Regions from separate parts of the Drosophila melanogaster genome. Here region 1 is linked to region 2. A link is a contact called in public Hi-C data. All regions are on one chromosome and are shown on one strand. Each heading gives the region's core, a stretch centred on a gene start, on an enhancer-like site or on the middle of the called end of the contact. The rest is flanking DNA. Distances are from core to core; before and after follow the strand shown. Region 1 overlaps dpr8 (defective proboscis extension response 8). Region 2 holds the start of dpr8 (defective proboscis extension response 8).

The links. Hi-C and Micro-C count contacts between places; a contact is called where the count stands out from the background.
Region 1: a contact with region 2 is called in a Hi-C map of the Kc167 cell line, with 2.0 times the contacts expected there. The contact joins the enhancer-like site here to the promoter of dpr8 in region 2. A contact is called at or near these places in 16 of 107 Hi-C or Micro-C datasets (the Kc167 cell line, the OSC cell line, cellular blastoderm embryo and 8 more).

The regions. Positions count from the first base shown.
Region 1 is chrX:14,362,906-14,367,184 of dm6, reverse strand. The region is part of intron 3 of dpr8 (defective proboscis extension response 8); the gene reads right to left. Among named protein-coding and RNA genes, the nearest start is that of betaNACtes3, 14 kb to the left of the region's middle. Within about 2 kb of position 2,269, at least 7 of the 39 cell types and tissues checked have an H3K27ac peak or open chromatin away from gene starts, as enhancers often do. A contact at or near this core is called in the Kc167 cell line and the OSC cell line, where this site is marked.
Region 2 is chrX:14,319,361-14,324,005 of dm6, reverse strand. dpr8 (defective proboscis extension response 8) reads right to left here and starts at 1,780. Exons shown (of 10, transcript NM_167408.2): 1 at 1,091-1,780.

The sequences.
Region 1 (4,279 bases), core at 1,020-3,519, 43 kb before region 2:
GCTTTTCCTCGCTCCTTGTTCATTCGAATTCTTCGCTTGGCTCACCGTTCTTTTTTTTCCATGTCTTCGTATGGCTGCACACACACACACCATCTCATGAACTCACTCGCACACATGGCCAGATAGCGCTGTATTTTTTGTCATTGATTTCAGTTTATCTCCGTGTGTCTGTGTGTGTGTGTGTGTGTGTGTGAGAGAGTGTGAGTATTGCGTGTGTTCGGTTTAAACTGTTCAGCACACTTTTGTGGGCGAGCGACTTTTGAGAAGGAAATTTCATTTCATTTAATTGCCGCCTGTGATTTAATTCGAACTCATTCCCATCACGCAAACGCCAAGGGGCGGCAGCTGTCCGACGGTGGGCGTGGCACGTCGCCACACGCAACTGCAACACACACACGAACACATGTGCTCTTAAGCCTCTTTGCAGCCCTCATGAGTATTACAACGATAAATACGATCGAGTAATTGTAGAATACCTTTTACATGGCTTTTATACATTAACGCGAATTCTTTGGTATAGCTTTTCAATTATTTATTTGAAATTTGGAGTTCATTTTTGTCATCTAAAACTCAGAAATCTGGAAATTTCAATGCATTTTAATTTCACAATCACAACCCGCTTTCAAAACTTCTGATTTTGCAGTACAGTGTATTCAGTTCAGGCTTTTGTAACACTTTCGGTAAATATTTGCAAAAAGTATATTTGTTTTTACTTTGAACTCTGGATTCGACAGCTTAATTTCAAGGAAACTTAATTAATTAAATGCAAAATGGCTGGAAAAACATTTTGAAAAGCGCGTAAATACTTAACATAATTTACACACTCTGAAATTGCATTTACTTCTTTTAACGCCAGACGACCCAAAATTGGACAGTAGACATGCTCTTTAGAAAGAGTAGTAATTCAACCATCCTACCCCCAAGATATTTGAAGTACCATGCTGTCACTAAATGGAAATGAAATGCACATTAGTGCGTCCTGTGAACAACATTAATCCGCGACTCCGTTAAGCTAGCAGAAGACCACACATAAAACTTGCAATAAATAAATGACGTATACGAAAGCCAGTTTTCATCGTGGTCATAATGACTGCAATGGATGCAATGGATCGGCTATATGCTGCTCTGATTTTGATTCTGATTCTGATTCCGAATCCGATGACGATGACGGCCCCAATGGAATTTCTCCACTGTCCCGCTGAACATGCAAATCAAATTGAAAATTGGCCCAGCATTGGATGACCATCGGTCGTTGCATCATTATTTTGCATTAAATTCCCCAGCAACTTGTTCGTTTGCATGTGTGTGTGTGTGTGTGTGCACTGGTGGCAATAATTTGCGAAAACAGCCAGGCTACAAATGCCATTAAATGAGCAAAAAGCGCAAAAATGTTGCACCAAGGGGGGGGGGGGGGTGTTTCAGAATCTGTGCTGCGTATCAATGTAATGAACGGTCACCGCAGAGTGAAAGCAAATTGAATGCATTCGGCTCACAGAGAAAATATTTAGTATTCAAAATATCAGAATTCGGCAGCCGCCAAATGAGAGAGCAGTTAGGTACTATTTTTTCGACCAGTGTACTTGCGCACACGGGCCAACAGAGCTTTAAACACCTGCCAAAGGATAAGCCAGTCCTGTCGATTAGGGATTACTTTAATTGTTTCAATCAATGTTGCATACTTTCGGGGGAATCAACTAACTGCAAAGTTTCCACTGCGCCACTGCCGCTGTGTTCACAACTTTCAGTTAAACTTCACTTAGCAATTACCCCACCATTTTGCCAGGCAACACTTGTTTCCTTTCCTTTTCTTCCCCTTCCCCTTCCGTTTCGTTTCGTTCCGTTTCGTTCCCCTCTCCGCCAGCCATTTCCCGCCGACAGTTGTCTTCGGCTGATGAGCAAACAAACATGGACCCATCCGCCTGCCATGAATATGCAAGGAAAAAATAACAAACAAAAAAAAAAAAAAAACAACAAGAAATAAAAAATATAAAAAAAACGGGGAAAAAAACGGAAGGACATCCACTCGCCCATCTGGTGGGCGGAGGGGGCGTGGCATGGCGCAGGCATAACTAGCGTTTAACATTAATACAAATTTGTAGTCAGCAGGTGGCAGTAGTGAGGGTTACAAAGATGGGACGGCAGGAAGGAAGGAAGGAAGGCAAGAAAAAAAGTGTCTCGCATTAAATGTAATTAAAATCAGTTGCAGCACAATGGGGGCGCTGGCGAAGGCAGTCTGTTAGGGGCGTGGCAGCTGCTAACGATGCCCGCGAAATGAAGTGAAAATGTTTGTTGAATATTTCGCTGCATAATGCCAGGCAGGCGCTTGCCTGACACGGAGAAGCGGAAATGGCGAAAAGGTAAAAGAACAAAAGCTCACACACACAAACACACACACACACCGCTAAACATCGGCACACACCAGTACAAAATACACGCATACATACATATATACATACATATGCAAATAGATTATACACCGCATTTGCCCTTTGCTAAGCTACCACTGATTGTGTATGCCGTCTCTATCATTCTTCTTCCTGCTTACTCTTTCGCTCTCCTCCTTCCATCTGGACTGCATTTTGTGCTGAGTTTAGAATTTAATTAAATATGCTGCTGGCGGCTGCCTCTGGCCTCCGGCAGCTTCCTTCTTTAATCGCCGTCTAACCACAGTGGCGGCCAACAAGTGTCAGGCGACCACCCGCCACCCGCCACCCACCACCCCCTCATTCCAGCAGCCGACCCCCCCCCCCCGCCACCATCCCTTTTCATTCGGGAAATTACAAGCCAAAACGTGAATAATTAAGCGGCAAGAGCATTTCCTGAGGCTTCCAACCTGGCCCAGAACGCCATAGAGACTGGAGAATGTGGAGAAAGCGGAGAAAGCGACGAAGGAGAGCGAAAGAGGACAAGAGAGAGACGCCCACTAATGCGTTGATAATTATTAAACGGCAAAAAGGGGGAGAAAAAAAAACAAAAAAAGCAGCAGAGTAGAAGGCTAACGAAGATTTTCATACCCATTTCCATTTTTTAAAGGGAAATTCAAGAATTATCATTCCTAATTAATGAATGTAAAACAACTATTATCTAGTTTCATAACAGATATTAAAATATATACAAACATAATTTCTCGACTTGAGTTGTTGATCATTGAAATTCATGCTTTTCTCTAAATTTCCGATTTTTATCTTGTATCTTTTATTCTTTGTTGAATGAAATATTGTACATAGTATCTCGCAACTCGATAATTCCAACCCCGGTCTAGAGAATTGCTCGTATCAAAATGAATAAACAAAAATAGGGGCGGCTGGCAGAAAATTGAAAGTAAAAATAAACACGAATGCGTCGGTTCTTTAACGTTGGCTCAATTCTTTTCCTGAACTCGTGTGGCCCTTTGTTCACACTAATATATATACGCTTTGAGCGGGTCTCGGAGAATCCCGAGAATTGTAAATATTTTATTAGTTGATTTACAGCAAAGGCCACGAGGCCCAAGAAATGAAAACAGACGCCAAAGCCGCCAAAGGCCGCAAACATCACGCACGGCATCCAATTGTAATGGGTATATGGGTTGTATCGAAAGAAAGTGGTAATCGCGTGGCTGAATTGTATTTCTTTCTTTTTTTTTAAATTTCCAGATATATATATGTATTTCCTAATTTCCCCTTACCACACTGCTGCCTAAACATTTCCGGAAAGCAATTTAAATTGAGTTGGTCTTAGCATGGCGCAATCGTTTTGTATCCTTTCATTTCCAAGAACTTCCCCTGCTTATTTGAGACTATTAAATCCTTGAGGAATCCCTCTACACATATCCATCGCTTCTTCAATGCATTTCACCGTATCTATGCGTTCGTGTATCTTTTTTTGTTGAGCTTCGCTTCGCTCAGTTTTGCTGCTGGTCAAGAGTTTGTTTTGCATTTTTTGTGCTTTTGTTTTTGTTTTTGGTTTTTTTTTTCTCGACAGCGATACATAATGTGTACATGTGTACATGCTCGTACACAAGACGATTTATTAAAACTGACAATGCAGAAAGTGTGTGTTCGATGTCGTGATGCCAGGGAGATGTTCTCTTGATGTTCTTGTTGCTGCCGCCTGCCAGCCGTTTGTTTTGATTGTTTAAAGCATGTTTAGGGTGACAACAGATCGAGGGACACAGGCGGCCATAGCACCAGAGTACCAAAGAGCCAAAGAACCAAAGAACCAGAGATTCCGAGAACTGTCAGTGCCGGTTGGCTGTGTGCCACAGCGGAAAGTGGAAATTGTCAAACATGCCATGGTC
Region 2 (4,645 bases), core at 531-3,030:
TTGCTTAGACGCGACCAAAAGTCTGCTGCATAACAGCTTTACTCCTGGGAAAATCGAGCTATGTAGCTTTGGCCATAGCCTTCGCAGCTTTAACCAGATTAAATTATCGCATTTTTCTTTGTACACATCTATAAACATATATATTTTTATTTTGGCCCGCTGCTGTTGCTCCTGCCTCGCTGATTCGATTTTTGCTACCCAAAATGAAGAAAAGCAGCAAAAAAAAATATATATATATATATATATATAATATGTGTAGGCATAAAAAAATGAAAGCAAATCCGTAGGCAGGCGTGAAAAGTTCGAATAAATTGAGTAAAAGTTCGCAATTCGCCTTAAACATTTTTGCCTTCTTCGCTGGCGACGGCAACATGAAATTTTCTGCTCGCAGGTGTGGACTTTTTTTCGTCCTTTTCTTTTCAGGATCTGAAAATTTCTTGATACAAGTTTGCCACATTGGCAGCCCAAAAAAAAAAATATATGTAATATATGGAAGCATATTTATTAGTACAAGTTGGAGATCGCAGATCAAACTTTTTGCCACTTCTGGCGTTTTCTTTAAATTTTTCATTTTTCTTGCACTTCTGAGGACTTGAGAAGTTTTCGAACTTTGTAGCCCAATATATAGGCATATTTATGGTCCAAGAATTACGTACAAATAAGGCACATTCTCCAGAAATTAAAATTAAAGGTGAAGAGATTTTATATGTTAAAACACTTAAATAAAAATTTCTTTATAAGACTACGATGTTCTGTTTTGCCAGCGGCTTTTCAACACATGAAAGTTGTATAGTTAACAGTAATATTCTTCTAATACTCTGCTTCCGCTTCTTCAGCCAGCGGACTTTAAAAATTACGAAATTAGTTAAGTTAGGATTTTTAGTAAGTTTTTAGTTGTAATTGTAGTAAATTTCTTTTTGCCACATTTTTGGCGCTTTTTTGAGTGAATTTCCGTTTCAATTGGGCAGCAACAGCCTCGGGACTTTAAAAGGCTCATCCGCACACACAAACACGACAATACCAACGCACACCACCCGCACACGCACACACACACACACATCAGCAGTGCACACACACACAGGACACTTACGGCTTGAGTTATTGGGGCAGGCCCAAAAGTATGCTAAGCTTTTCGCTTTCGCTCTGCAGCTGCTGCCAACTGCAAACTGCAATCAACTGGATTTCACTTTTTCGCCAGCCGTCGTCTCACTTTTCATTGTTTACGTTTCACTTGTACGTCTCTCGCCTTCTTTGTTTTCGTGTTTTTCTTGTCAATTGAGGAAAACCCCAAAAAGAGAAACAACAACAATGCAATATAGATGGCACACTCTCACACACTCAACCGAAAAAAACAACAAACAACAGATGCAATTGGCGGCGGCACGCGTTTCCCGACGCGACGCGACGCGTTTTGAATTTCCCGGGGGTTAACGGGGGTTAATGTATTGGGCGGCGCGGTGAGGGGACAACGTTCCGTGTGGGGCGGGCGGGGGCGTGGGACGTGGGACGTTAGGCGGTTTAGGACGGGCCAGCCACAATTGCAATTTGATGATCGCGATCGCGACCGTTTCACCGCCTTTCCTGCAGCGTTTGAATTTCCCGAGATAAACAGTTTCGATGTCGGATGGAATTCAGTTGTCGAGGATTCGCTTTCGCATTCGAGTTCGAGTTGTGTGGCAAGACGATCCGAAACGAGACGAAACGAATCGAATCGAGAGTCGAGTCAAATGCAGTGAATATATCCGCCTTTAATCGCGCGGCACAAACCGTTGTGTTCGATAACCTAAACGAAACTGAACCGCCGAGCACTCGCGGCTCGAAACTCGGCCAAAGCTTCGTGTCGCCTCGTGTCGCGTCGTCAGTGTCTCGGCCCACGAGTTCCACACACACACACACACACGCGCGCGCGCCCACCTTTGGCAAAGCGCACACGAAGGATGCGTGTGGGTGAGGCCGTGTGTCCGCTGCTCCACTTCCGATTCCCGCTCCGCTTAACTGAAATCCACTTCGTGCGGCGCTTTTGGGCGATGCGCAGGCGCCATAGTGGCACTTGTGGAACGCGAGTGTGGACTGCATTCGCATGGGAGATGAGCAAAGGTTCGATAAATGCCGGGCCAGGGGTCGCCAGGGGTTAAACCACCCCAAAATAAATAAACACGTGTAATGTGGTTTTGCACTCGAAATTAACAAAAAAAAAAAAAAAATTGAAGGGGGGTTCTTTGAAAACAAGCACACCCACTTTATCAATGAAAAATACATATGCATATATGTATATGTAAATACTTACATATGTATGTATGTATGAAATATATATGCACCGCTCTGTTTGAATATTATTTGGATACAATGAACACAGCTACACTAATTCTTATTCATCATTCGCGTATTATCTTCCGTTATCCAAAGTAATTCATTCACAAACAGTTAGTTTTGCATGTTTCCTTCGATTTGCCCACTGATTCTTGCTGTCAACGAAAGCGATTTGAGACACATTTTTTACTTTGATCTCTCTCTTCTTTCAATTGCATCTCATTTCTTATTCTACAATACATACATACGGTTTCGGTGTGCTTTGTATGTTTGTACATACATATGGATGTGGTACTCATTTATTGAATATTTACTTAAATATAAAGATAAATAATCTATTATGGGTAAGTATTTAATAAATGAAAACAATTTTTCCTATTTCTTTTATATAATTTTAGATTTACAAATTGATAGGTTCGCCCACTTGTTATCGAAGGGGCGGGGCATCGCTGGCGGTGTCCGGTGTGGACTCTATTGGGCTACCTCAGCTCGTGTGGCGCCTCCGAGCGACAGTCGTGGCCGATAGGGCAGGCAGCGTTGCAATTGCAGCGGGCGGCACGAAGAGTCCTGCGTGTTGTCGGCAGACGCACGATGTGGCACAGACACAGGACGCAGGACACACGAGACGGACTGCTGACTGCTAACTGCTGCTCATGTTGCATGTTGCACGCTGCAAGTCCGCCTGCCGCTCCTACTGCCGCTCCTTACTGCTGGTTTTGATGGTGATGGTGATGCTGATGCCAGCGGACAAGTTCAAGGGAATTCCGCTCGCGCGACAAATAAATTACATACACACGCACCGCCAGCGAGTGCATGCAAATTAAGATGGCAGCCGCAGATCCTGCTTCCTGCACTCACACCCTCAACTTCAGCTTCAACTTCGCCATCTCGAGATACTCGAGTCATTTGAACTCGGCCAGTGTGTCACCCCGCCTGCGGATCCAATTGTGCCACCATTAACTTCCTTCCGCCGAGGGAAAAAGCGAATGAGCAATGATTATTACATATCAGCTGCATTTTCACAATATATGTACATGCATACAATATTCACGAATTTCTGAACTGCAGCTAAAAGTCCAGTCGTTTCTGATTCGATTATTAGCTCATTAAAATAAAATTATAATGACTGAATGGCTAAACAACCTAATTAACATTAAATTTGTTTCGAAATTATTGATTACGTATTCTATGCATGTATTACAGAAACATTCAATAGCGCAATTTTCAAAATTATTATTTCTGTATTGTGTATTTCTTGATTGAATTACTATCATAGAAGTCCTTCCTTCTAAGTCATTTTTCATTTAATTAAAATTTAAAGTGTATTCAATATATATTTTTCACACATTTCCTCGATTGATTACATATTCATGGCGTAGTTGTTTTTTTTTCCGGTGCATTCTGCTTTCAGGTTGTTTTCCCTGCGCGTTGCACTTTGCTGACTTTGCTTTACTTTTGCTCTGACTTGCCACTCGGATTCGAATTTCTTGGCTGGTGCGGCGGGGAAATCTCTTATGGCTGCTCACTTGAACGGTTTTCGCCGTTGTTGTTGCCATTGTCGTTGTTGTTGCTGTTGATGGTTTTCCCCTGATTTTTGCCATGTTTTTGCTGCTTTTGGCAGCAAGAGTCCTAAGCCCTTTGCACTCACTTCGCTCGGTTTGCGCATCGTCGAGCAGCATCAAGTTGATTTTCGACCATACCACCCACCCATCCACCCACTCACTCAGTCCCCGGCGAAAGTTGTCATTAAAAAATTGCACTCAGCGAGCCAAAAAGCGTTGCTGCAACTCTGTTGCATGCAGGTGGGCAAAAGTTGCGGGTTGGTTGGGCGTGGTGCGACGAGGCAAGGGGAATTTGCTGCGGCATGCGGCACAAAAAGTGCAGTGGCAACATCAAGGCTACCTTGGAGGAAACTTTCAGCATTTATGCAGCAGCAGCAGCTGCAATGAATTCATCCTTCCATCCTTTGCCACCTTGCCACAAAAGTCCTCTGTCTTGAGGGGTTTAAGATATGGCTAGGACGTAGAACACACACACCTCTGCGAAACTGAAAGTCTATGAGCCATTAAGGTCTCATTTAAATCAAGAGCAGTCTGCTAAGCGTTCGCCATCAAGTGTATTATATATAGACTACCCACGCATTTCTCCTTCCCTTTGAAAAGTACATTTCTTATATTATATTTATCTATTTTGCCCTTTCAGTGGGGTGCATGTCCATGAACTTTTGTATCCCCTGTGGAATCTGTTCTTCAATAAGCAAAATACTTGTATTTCGAGGCATTCACAAAAATGAAAACATTTATTTTAATATATATATATATCTATCCGAACGTAT